Regions from separate parts of the Sus scrofa genome. Here regions 2, 3 and 4 are each linked to region 1. Evidence: chromatin contacts called from public HiChIP or PLAC-seq and promoter capture Hi-C data. All regions are on one chromosome and are shown on one strand. Each heading gives the region's core, a stretch centred on a gene start, on an enhancer-like site or on the middle of the called end of the contact. The rest is flanking DNA. Distances are from core to core; before and after follow the strand shown.

Region 1 (2,700 bases), core at 39-2,538:
GAGAAGCATCAGGCCCAGATTTGAGCATCTCACTCAAGGGCCTCAATGACAGACATCACAAAGATTTGGATTTCATTCTAATTACAGTTGGAAGCCAGTGAAGGAATTTAATGAAGAAAGACACATAATCAAAATGTTTTTGAAGATTATAAATTATTTAAAAATTGGAAAGACCACAGAAACCCCCAAAATACGAAAACTGGACTTTTTAACAAATCCACTAATGCCAAGAGAGGATTAGAACCTTACACACCAAGCCAATACATGCTGGAGCCTGGATTTAGACCTCAGCGTCTTATCCCAGAATCCTAAATCACCTTTTATGCCGCAATATAATTGCAAATAAATCTCATCAAATCACAAACAATCCTTCGGGCACCATTCCAGCAGCACCCTTGCTCCTTTGGGAAACTACCTCAAAGCTAGGGAAAAGGAACCCCAAATTTGCATTGGTCTTCTGAGACAACAATCTGTATCTCATTCAACGCTCAAGAGTACTTGAAAGCTGCTGTCAGGCCGAAACACTTAAGTGATAGTGTGGTCGCTCCCACAAGCCCAGGCTGGCTGCCCCAAACTGGGGGTTCCCCCAGAACCTGCCAGAGGTCCACCTTGCAGACAAACACTGTCCACTGCAGGCCCCAGCCAGCACTATCACACACCCCAGAAAATGTGTCCAAACCTCAAAAAACTTCTAGCCAAACCGAAGAGATGTGTGACTTCACCAATAAATGCTCAACCTCACAAGCACAAGTCTCTGATGACCAGTGTGTGGTTGCCATTATATTATTCCTGTACTATTCTGCACCCCTTCAATTTCTCAAAAAAATAAACAATTGAATTCTTAGGTGTGCACGCATGTATCTGTTGATGCATGTGTTTATATTGGTGGGTCTGTGTATCAGCAGATGGGTAACTATAGCAGGAAAGTCAGTTGAGATTTAAATTTTGGTTTCTATTTGATCATCTGCCCAGCATAATTGGCTTGAAGTATCATGAAAAAAACAAAAACAAAACAAAAAAACACCCAGGAATGACCAACCGAAGCCGGAGGGGCCTGGAGATCTGGGATCTGGGGACCCTCACCACAGCTCTCAGAGGAGCTGCTCCCTCTCCCAGGGTCCCCATCCCCACTCAAATACAAGGAACTCCCCATGGGCCCTGCGGCCACCAGCTCCCACACTCAGCGCCTAGAAAACCCTAAAATCAAAGGCTTTCCTCTCCAGAGGCCCATCCGACCTTACCGGAGGCAAATCCTGGGATCCTCACCGTGGCAGCCGCTTCACAGGCCTCTTCTCTCCTGGCCCATCTACGACAAGAATAAAAGTCGAATAAAGAACCAACAGCACAGCTCACTAACTTCCTGTTTTCGAAACTCCTGAGTCACTTAGGCTGAATGAGGTAGGCCAGCCTCCAGGCAGCACCTCCGTCTAGAGCTCCAGGAGAGAGCCCAAGAACAGGAGGCAGGGCTGGGCGGGGACCCTGGCCACTTGACCTTTGGCTCTGGCTGTGTGGCTTTGGGCAGGTCATTTTCCCTTGGACCCTCGTTTACCACTCTCTTCTTTCAAGGGTTTACAGATTTTGCTGCATTTGTGATGAAGACATCAATGTTTTCAATTCATGGAGCCTTCCTGCGTGGCCAGGAGGTCTAGAAATGGAGGCCCCTCACCACAGCTCTCAGAGGCTCTGCTGACCTTCAACAGAAACGCTCATGGTTTCCCCACTGGCCCTCAAATACAACGATCACCTCGTGACCCGGAGGCCACCAGGTCCCACTTTCAGCTGCCTAGAAAATTCTAGAAGCACAGTCCTTCCTTGCAAAGTTCCCAGCAGAACTTACCAAGGAGGCAAATCCTGGGGTCCTCACCACGGCCTGGGGCCTGGAGATACAACAGAGAACAAAATACACATTAACCCTGCCTTTTTGCTGTCAGTCAGTTGAAATGTTTTCTGATGATAAAAACAGAGGGGGATAAAATCAAATAACTCTCTTCTTCAGAACTGCTTTTTTTTTTTTTTCTCCCCAAGTGGAATATAAATTTTCAGAGGGCAGAGACCCATCTCACGGATGCCTGAGGATTAATGAGGTGTCTGAAAGAGCCCGGCCACCTGCCCAGGGCCGAGGAGAAGTGTGGTGGCCCTTTGCTACCCCTGACTCCACTCTGAGAATTATGAGGGAAAACACACCAACAGAATGAAGCCCTTTTCACGGCTAACTCTTAGGCCAGGAGGGTCTTCCTGACTCTCCCTCGAGACTCTCCAGAGCATCCAGCCAGTTGGTGTCCCGCTGTTTTGTGACTAGTTCCTGTCCTCAGCTGTGAGCATCACAAAAGCAGAGACTGAAACTTTTGTGTCCATGTTCCCAGGACACAAGAGTAGCAACATCTAGAATGTTACAAGGTTTCCTGCAAATCAACAAGGGAAAAAGAAAAACCCTATAGAAGGACAGTGGATAGAAACACAGGGTTCCCTGACCGGGTACTCAGATGGCCAAAGTGGATGAATGATGCTCAGACTCATGAAGAAGCTGAAAAATGCAAAATAAAGCAACGAGCTCCCTACTTTGTACGTATCAGATGGGCAAACGTTTGCAAGCTGGATCAGGCTAAGGATTGATGGGCACGTGCTTACACAGCCTTTACATAGGGTTGAGCAGCCTGTCCATTGTGGAAGAGCAAGTCGTGGTTACCAAGTGGGATATGG
Region 2 (2,826 bases), core at 26-2,525, 400 kb after region 1:
ACATGCATTTTAAAAACAAAGCATCAAACCTTGGTCTAGGGACTTATAAACCACACAGATCATAAACTTTCAGACAAGCAATAGACCTGGGCAGGCACAAAGAACTGCCTTTGCCTGAACTAAATATAAGTTTTAAATCCGCATTTCTTTCTACAAAAAAAAAAAAAAAAAACAAAAACCGTTTTAAAGACGGAATGTGAAGGATACTTTTAAATGACTTTACAGTGCCACAGTGACTGGTGGCAAATCACCCATCATAAACATAGTTTAGGCTCTTCCTCGTTCCTCTTTAAACTCGCCTACATCTTCCATTACTTCTAAGTACTAAAGAGGGCTAAACAGAGATGACCACCAGAGTCAGGAGGTATCCAAAACATGTACATCAATTTAAAGACACAGTCAGAAGGCGAATCCCTTCATCTGAGGAGCAGCACTACCCTCCCCTCAAGTCGTGCCCGTAACCGCAGAGGCCGCTTGCACCACTCCTGCCTTCAAAAGAACCTGAAAGCAGGCCAGCCTCCTTCGCCCAATACTCTCCTATCCAAGCCTCCTCCCGCGGCACGTGTTTCCCCATCCAACTCTTCCTGTGCCTCCCGGCCGAGCCACAGACAACCTGCCCCCGCCCAGGACCCCTCAGCCCCAGGCAGGGCGCCGTAGGGGCTGCTCCTCGTCTGCAGCCCCTTCTCTACTGACCCCGTCGACGGCGGAGGCGGCCGCCGCAACGAGCGGATCACAGGAGCCGAGGCGCTTCGCGCCGGGGGCCCCGCCGCTCCGTACATCCGCCCGCCCTCCAGCGAAAGCAGCGGCGGTGGGGGCGGCCGCAGTGGTGGTGGCGGCTCCTCCGCCCCGCCCGCCGGAAGCCCCCCACGCGTACATCACCCAACAGAGGCCGCGGTGGCTTTGTTACCCAGGCCGGGCAGGGCCGGAGGGGGGGTCTGCCTCGCCCACCGCCTCTGCCTCCGCGGGGCACACACAGGACCCTCGTTCCGGTCCGGGCAGCCGTCCCTCGGCCTCCCCGCTGAGGCGGCGGCCCCGATCCCCGAATCCAGGCCCTGGATCCCGTCCGGCCTCATGCGGCGGCCTCCGCCCGGGCCCATCCAAGCTGGGCCGCACAGGGCCTGCCGCCTCCTTCACCCTCTGCTCAGCGACGAGGAGCCACAACGTCGGCCCAAGATGAGCGAGGTCTGCGCCTCACCGAATTTAAGGCGAAGAGAAAAGAGCCAGAAATCCCGGAGGTGGCGGCAACTGCGGCGGTGTCTCCTCTGCGACCGGAACTAACGCGAGGAGGTGGCGGAGGGAAGAGGTGCCACCCCCGCCCCGGTCTGTGTCCTATCGCGAGATTTCCTCCTCTGGGGCTCTCCCCCGCCCCTCCCTGATCGCGGCTTTGGGGCATGGGATGAGAAAGGAGGTGAAGGAAGCCGAGAGGATTTTGAAGGCTTCTTTATTCCCTCACTGGGTTCTAGGTTTCCAGGACGTTTATCCTAGATTAGACCATCTTTCTATCACCGCCGCATCATCGGGTCTCTTAGTTGGCACTCGGAGGGATTAGGAAAACGAATATTCCCTACCACCCCCGCCGGTGCCGAGGAAGTTGGACACGTCCGCTCTGAGTCCCTTCTCCACCGACCTCCTTCTCTAGCGCCGGAAGTCGGAGCCCAAGGGCTGGGGGCGCCTGAGTCCTTCGTGGGCAAAGGCTGAGTTTGGTAAAGTGTCTACACCTGGCTTCCACTCCAGCCCGCGTTGGCAGAACTTGCTCAGGTTAAGTCCGGAGCGAGGCAACATTGCTTTGCAGTGCTGGCTGGGTGGGGTCGTGCACTGCCTCTCTTAAGAGGGAGGAAAATGCAGATTGGTGTCGGAAGGAAACTCGGTCCTCCGAATGTGACCGCCATCCTTGTCTGTGGTCTCTGTAGTTCCCTCTTGAGTATGTTGGTTGTGGGGACTCGGAGATCATCGGAATCCCCTGGAGGACTTGTTAAAACACACTGCTGAGCTTCACCCGAAGTATGTAGATCTGGTGTGGGAATGTGCATTTCCAGCCAATTCCTTGTGATGCTTGATGCTGCTGGTCTAGGTACCACATATGAGAACCACTAAATTAATAAAACGTTTCACTAATAAAAATAATTGCTACTTTAGCAGGTATGTGTCATGCATTCTTCTAAGCATTTTCTGTATTCACCTCATTTAATCCTCAAAACTACCTTATGATCTAGAAATTATTATTAGCCCCATTTAATTTATAGCTTTTCTTTCTCTCTCTCTCTCTTTTTTTTGGCCACACCTGCAGCATGTGGAAGTTTCCAGACCAGGGATCCAAACCACGACACAGCAGTGACTGGGGCCACAGCATTGACAATGCCAGATCTTAACCCACTGTGCCACAAGAGAACTCCAGTTCCATTTTATAGATAGGAAAATTGAAGTATAGAGAGGCCAAGTAACTTGCTCAAGTTCATACAGTTAGCGAATGAAGAGCTTGTTTTGAACTCAAGCAGTCTGGCTCCACTGCTATAATATGCTGCCTTGCCACCAAGATCTTTCTTATTTATCCATTCAATGAATCTTAATTGAACTAGAGACCTCTAACTGCGACTTTTGCAGTAACTTTCTAACTGTTCTGTCCCTTTCTCCACACTTCCAGAATAATCTTCCCAAGTGCAGCCAAAATCATTTCTCTTCACTGAAACAGTGCCTTGGTTTGTACTTGAGGCAATGCGGGAATAACTCTGATCAATGTTTTTCACCTTTATTTCCCATGACATTGATAGTTCTTGATCTGTTGTGGGGTGTTGTAGTGAGTTCTTTTTGATCCCAAACCGTATTAAA
Region 3 (3,004 bases), core at 469-2,968, 350 kb before region 1:
ATTAATCTTGCTTGAAAAAAAATTGTAAGGTATGGTTATCTAGAGTTATCTATTTGGTTTTTAGGGGAAAAAAAAGTTTTCCTTTACTTCATATACTGCATTTGATAGGGATATAAACAATGCTAAGTCACCGAGTATGAGGATATTTCATAGATTTCACATGGCCTTTGTATGATTCAGATAAGAAGAGCTTTCCTAAATAAAATTAGTGTCTAATTTCAAAAACTGCATTTTACCTTATGAAACTTCTGTTTCATGAACATGAATTTTACAAAAAGTGTCTACTTGACTAACTGCAAGAAGCATTAATACACACATTTCACATCTAACACCAGAACTTACAGAAACAGCACTGCTCCCATCATTTTACACATTAGGCTACAATGAAACGTTATTTTGATCAGAGCTGTAACAATCATTAATTTTCCCCAAAGCTAGTATCTACATTTATGCTTAAATTAGGAAAGAGGAATGGATTTCGGTGGTAGAGACCAATATCTGAGACACCTCCCCCCCCCCCCATGAGGACGTTATTCCACGAAGGCTGTCTTCCAGCAGCTCTTCCTACTCCTGTATGTCATATCCACACCATCCCCTTACTCCTTCTTAACCTTAAACTTCAAAATATCTGTAGTTTTCCATGTGAAATGAATACTTATTATTTTTCTAAAATGTCTAAACAAAATGAAGAAAATTAAGCCATTATTAACACTTTGGTGAGCCTAGATTTGATTTTATGCTGTGCTTCTTTGGATGGAGGGTAAGCAATGGAAGAAAATCCGAGAATCGCCTGCGTCAACACACACACTCAAACCCCAAGCTAAACTTTGGGCTTGGTGGTTAAATGCGTCTCTGACACCAGGGATTGCGAAGCTTGGCCGCGCGGAGGCGGGCGGAGACCTGGGGAGGCGCCCTAGTCTGGCGCCACCAAGCCCCCGCCTCCCGCAAGTCCGAGAGACCTCTGCATCGCGGGGAAGCAGCCTCGGGCCCGCGGCAGTTGCGCCGAGGCAGCCCGGCGGGCACCAAGCCATGAGGGCCGACTCCGGGCTCGGGGTGGAGGAGGACCACCCGGTGAGCGGTTTAGGGCCCGTCGGCCTCTGCTCCACCCGGGCAGCTACCTCTGGGGTGAGGCGGACGGGATCGAAAGGGGAGAGCCCAGCTCCAGGAGCTCGCGCAGCAGCCCCTTCGGCGCTCACAGGATAGGCTTGGGGTTGGGGTTGGGGTTGGGGGCTGGAAATTCGTCCCAAGGCCGGACCCGAACTCCAAGAATCGGGTGAGGGGGCAGGCGTGAATTTTCCGGGGGCCTGGGTGCGCACGTTGCCATGACGACGCCTCACTTCTCAGCGGCCCCAGCCCTTGCGAGTTTCGGGGGCAGTCGACGAGGCCCTCCTTATTCACGCCCCTCGGAGGGCATTTAGCCGCCCGGGAATGAGATCGCCGTTTGCCAGTGGGGAACTTTCAGTCCTGGTCTTCTCTTACATTCCTGGAACAAATGTCCGCAACCACTTGGGAAATCATGGGGAAAACCGTGATTGCTACCCCGCGCCCGCTGGAGCCTCTCCTCCAGGGCACTTCAGCCCGGACTCCGATGCCCCCTTTAACGCCGGAGTAGACAGAAAAGGCCAGACAGGGTCCCCCACCCCGCTCCCCTTCCTTCCCATCTTGCTGGGAGGAGGCTGTGGGTCCTAGCGGCCTGGACAGCGCAGCCCGATGACGCATTGCGCCTGCGCGGGAGCGGGCCGGGCGGCGGTGAACCCTCTCCCGGGAGCCCACGGCCGCGGGGCATCCCGGATTTAGACAGGATGGGGAAGAAGCAAGTGGTAAGCCAGCTTTAGTTCCTTTTGAGTTTACTTGAGCCACCCACCTTTTGAGGAGCGTAGAGACTGACTTTCTGGATAGATGACACCTCATTTTTGCGGGACTTTTGAAATGTGGAGTTACCCTGTGAACTGAGCCCTTGGTTAGAACGCGGTCCTTAGCATCTTGAGAACAATAGCGCTTTCATGTGACTCTCTTTTTTTCCAGTTGAATTTTAACTGCTGGATAGTGGTAAGACCTTGTCCTAGTGTAGTAGCATTTGTATTAATACATCTTTTGAATGAATGGATAGCGAAATGGGACAATTGTGGAACAAACAATCGGAGTGTTTAAAATTTAACCCTTTTTAGTCAGTATCCTCTGCAAGCAGCTTGAGATACTTGCAACATTAAACTGCATTTTAGACATTTCTGTTGGTATTTTATTTTGAAAAATTCCAGAATGCCACTTAACTGTATTTTTTCTGAACTGCAAACACTTTTCTTTTTCATGTAAAGAAGTTTTTGTAAGTTTTTTTTTTTTTAATGCTTTCTGCCCTAAAATGTGTTCTTTACGCTGTGTTCAGAGAATTTTTTTTTTTTTTAATGTGTTACTCTGTGTCTTAAAAACCTCCATCGGTTTCCTATGGAATTAAAATAGAATCTAAGCTCCTTCCCTTGGTCTTCCTAATTAATCTGCCCATGCTTGGATAACTGCTTTTTCTTTACTGGCTTTCTTTTATCTGGAACTATTTAAGCCCAGTCTCCCCTAAAAGCCTTGTATTTGCTCCCTTTGGTTCCTTTCTTATTCAAATCTCAGCTGTAATATCTCAGAGAGACTTTCCCTAACTAAAGTAATACATATGATCATACACATTACTGTAATAACGTGCATGGTTTTATATATATTTATATATGCATATATATGTATACATACTGATATATGTGTGTATAAATATATTTAATGTTATCTTCTAATACTTAACCACTAGAATGTAATTCCAAAAAAGCAGGCATTTCTCTGTTTTGTTCATTAATGTATCCCTAATGCTTAGAACAGGCCCTGGCCTGTAGATAGTAAGGAATATAGGAAGGAAGGAATTTTTGTAAGAAATTTAGAAATGATAGATCAAATTTAAAATTGCCCATTTGATCCTCATCAGTGCCTCCTGGGCATTAACTGATGAACAGGGCTATCAAAAATGTGA
Region 4 (2,779 bases), core at 109-2,608, 340 kb after region 1:
CACAATTATGTTCATCTCCTTCCTGCCCCCACCCCACATCCTTGTTCTTGCTCACCCCATCCTTGCTTGAACCAGCCTTCTCCATTTCTCTATTACCCTTCTTTCCAAGTCCCCTTTGACTTCCTAAATAAAGCTTTTCTTAACAAACCTTCCTTTTCTGTGTCCCCCTCCCCCATCCCACCTGCTTCTGCCCTAGTTTTTCTTATGTTACATTCCTGTTTTCTGTCTCCCACAGTACTGGCAAGCTACCAGAGAACAGGAACTATCTCTTCTGTATCTCAGTATCACCAATACAGGCCAGTGCTAAATGCTTACTGCACAGACCGGCACAGTCTCCATTCCCTTATCACAGCAGAATTAAGTTATGGTGGTAGAGACAAACATTAAAAGGTGCTTTATGGGAAAAAAGTAACAACAACATATTTTAAAAATGAAGTGTTTTGTCAGCAGCCAGAATCATGGGATGCGTACGTGGATCACTCTATGAATGGGCAGCAAATGGGCCCCAAACCATATTCAGTATATGGTTTGGAGTCATGTGGAGCCTCCACAAACCACTGGAGCCTGGGGTCTTTGAAGATCTTCTAAGGGTCCTTATACCACTTCCACTCTCCAGATTCCCTGACACTACTCCAACTCCCCAGACTTCTAAATCTGGCAAGCGCTAAAGTGAAGCTCTAGTGGGCCACCACACTGGTTTTGAGTTATCTATTGTTAGATCTGAAGCAGCCCTTGGAAATAACAAAACCACCATTTCCTATGAATCTACAAGCTGCGTAGCTCATTAACAAGAATAGGAGGCAGCAGGGCACAGTGTGAAGGGCACCTGACCCTAAAACCAGACTGACTCCCCGAGCCGCAGCTGTCTAAACAGATTACTCTATCTCTGCGGTTCCCATCTCTGAAGAATAGAATAGCGTTCAGCTCACGGTATCGTCGCAAGATTTCACCGTAAAGTTGGAGAAAATGCTTGGCCTAAAGTCAGCACTGCTTGTTAATAAGTATTATTAGCAGGACCCACTTTACAGCCTGTGAACCTCGCCCTCTTATTTCAGCCCCACTTCAAGCCTTTTCCAGAACAATTAAAAGTGCGGGGAGCACAGTGGGCAAGCCGCGAGTCAGGACCCTGGCCGCTCTAGAACCCTAGGCTCTGGTGCAGCAAACCGGTTTTCTGCGCCTATCTCCTCCCCCGCCTCCTTTCGCGGCAGCACCCCCAAAACCTCAGCCTGCAAGGGCCACAGCGCGCCGACAGGGCCTCATTGCCGCACGCAGGAATCTAACCCACCGGAGAATCACCAGTCCCAGGTTGCCAAGAGCGCTACTTCCGGTCCTGCGCAGAACTTCCTGGAGGCGTAAAAGTGGGCGGGGCGGGGGAGCTGGGCGGAAGAGGTCTTTCCTATTTTGCATCTGAGTTCAGGGGCGCCTGTAGGGATTGCCCAACATTACGCCTTTTGTCCTAGTGTGATTATTTAAGAAGTTCTCTAAGGTCAAAGGAGTTCCTGATGGGGATAAATTACATCCTCTCCCTCGTTCTGGTCGGTTGGGTTTGGGATAGGGAGGAGGAGGAAGGAGGTGAGCAGAGGAGGGGCGTTCTCCTAAGTGGGTCTCCTGCTCGACTTCCGGGTGGCGGCCTGAAGAAACTTTCTTGGAATTTACAGACTCTCCGGAGCACCTGTTATTGAATCTTTGCTGTTTTAACAACAGCTGTGGGCAGAGCCTCCTTGCCTGACCACTTGAATTTCTCACAAGCTTCCTATCTTAATCTATTTCTTGACTAAAAAAATATCTGTATTCAGTGAAGTGGTTAAGTAAGTATGGGGTAGCGTCACTTACTCTTTCATTCACTTGAACACTGGAAGAGCGCTCTATGCTTTAGTTTTTAAGCTGCTTGGAGTGAGTATTCTGGAGGGGAGGGTGTTGTTGAATTAAGCAATTAAAGCATATAATATATTAGTGCTAAGTGCTTTAGGGAAAGGAAATCTTTAAGACAGTATTAAATAGATTTATCAGGTCAATGAGACTTAACTTTTGAGCAGCGACTTGGAGGTGAGGGAAATAGCCGTACTGAGTGTAAGTGTTCCAGGCGAAGGGAAAACCCAATGCTAGGCTTAAGGCAGAAATGTATCAGACTCTTCTTGAAGAGTAAGCAGGGGAAGTAGGAGTTTAGGGGCTGGAGATGAGTAGGATTGCTTGATCGCTTCCACAACCGGATTACTTGGGAGGGATCTGTTCTCCTCGAGAATTTTTCTTTTAAATATGCAGGAAACATGAGCATGTTTGAGTTAAAAGAGGGAAATGAATTAATTCTTTTTCTTTTGGAAATAGAGGCTCGTTTTTGAACTTCTGTCAATAAACTGTAAGAAAGTAACAGTACATCCTGAAACCATCAAGAAGAAAAATGGTAAGTTTTATAGAATTCTTATGAATGTCTTTGTATATATAATTTTTAGAAATCTAGTCAAGGGAAATAAAACTGCATGGAGATTTCAATGACAAGACAAATGATAAGCTGTAGAAGTGTAGAGTATAAAATGATTCTAAACAAAACCGAAACAAAATCACTTTAAAATTCTTATGTTTTTCGGAGTTCCCATTGTGGCTCAGTGGTAACAAATCTGACTAGCCTCCATGAGGATTCAGGTTCGATCCCTGGCCTTGCTCAGTGGGTTAAGGATCCCGTGTTGCCGTCAGCTGTGGTGTAGGTTGCAGATTTGGCTTGGATCCCAGGTTGCCATGGCTTTGGTGTAGGCCAGCAGCTGTAGCTCCAATTCAACCCCTA

What was found. Promoter capture Hi-C pulls out the DNA fragments that hold promoters and counts their contacts. HiChIP or PLAC-seq counts read pairs in DNA pulled down with a chosen protein or histone mark.
Region 2: a contact with region 1 is called in a promoter capture Hi-C map of liver, with 2.2 times the contacts expected there. The contact joins the promoter of BZW1 here to the promoter of CASP8 in region 1. A contact is called at or near these places in 1 of 5 promoter capture datasets (liver) and 1 of 2 datasets of contacts at active chromatin or transcription factors (alveolar macrophages).
Region 3: an H3K27ac HiChIP or PLAC-seq map of skeletal muscle shows a contact between it and region 1, with 4 times the contacts expected there. The contact joins the promoter of TMEM237 here to the promoter of CASP8 in region 1. A contact is called at or near these places in 1 of 5 promoter capture datasets (liver) and 2 of 2 datasets of contacts at active chromatin or transcription factors (alveolar macrophages and skeletal muscle).
Region 4: an H3K27ac HiChIP or PLAC-seq map of alveolar macrophages shows a contact between it and region 1. The contact joins the promoter of NIF3L1 here to the promoter of CASP8 in region 1. A contact is called at or near these places in 1 of 5 promoter capture datasets (fetal liver) and 1 of 2 datasets of contacts at active chromatin or transcription factors (alveolar macrophages).

What each region holds. Positions count from the first base shown.
Region 1 is chr15:104,924,945-104,927,644 of Sscrofa11.1, reverse strand. CASP8 (caspase 8, apoptosis-related cysteine peptidase) reads right to left here and starts at 1,288. Exons shown (of 9, transcript NM_001031779.2): 1 at 1,242-1,288.
Region 2 is chr15:104,524,385-104,527,210 of Sscrofa11.1, reverse strand. BZW1 (basic leucine zipper and W2 domains 1) reads right to left here and starts at 1,275. Exons shown (of 12, transcript NM_001244493.1): 1 at 1,196-1,275.
Region 3 is chr15:105,274,521-105,277,524 of Sscrofa11.1, reverse strand. It overlaps TMEM237 (transmembrane protein 237), which reads left to right and starts at 1,718. Exons shown (of 13, transcript NM_001243665.1): 1 at 1,718-1,820. The coding sequence starts at 1,803. It overlaps MPP4 (MAGUK p55 subfamily member 4), which reads left to right. Exons shown (of 20, transcript XM_021075035.1): 20 at 1-230.
Region 4 is chr15:104,582,315-104,585,093 of Sscrofa11.1, reverse strand. NIF3L1 (NIF3-like protein 1) reads right to left here and starts at 1,358. Exons shown (of 7, transcript XM_003133583.6): 1 at 1,286-1,358. PPIL3 (peptidyl-prolyl cis-trans isomerase-like 3) reads left to right here and starts at 1,342. Exons shown (of 6, transcript XM_013984381.2): 1 at 1,342-2,401. The coding sequence starts at 2,399.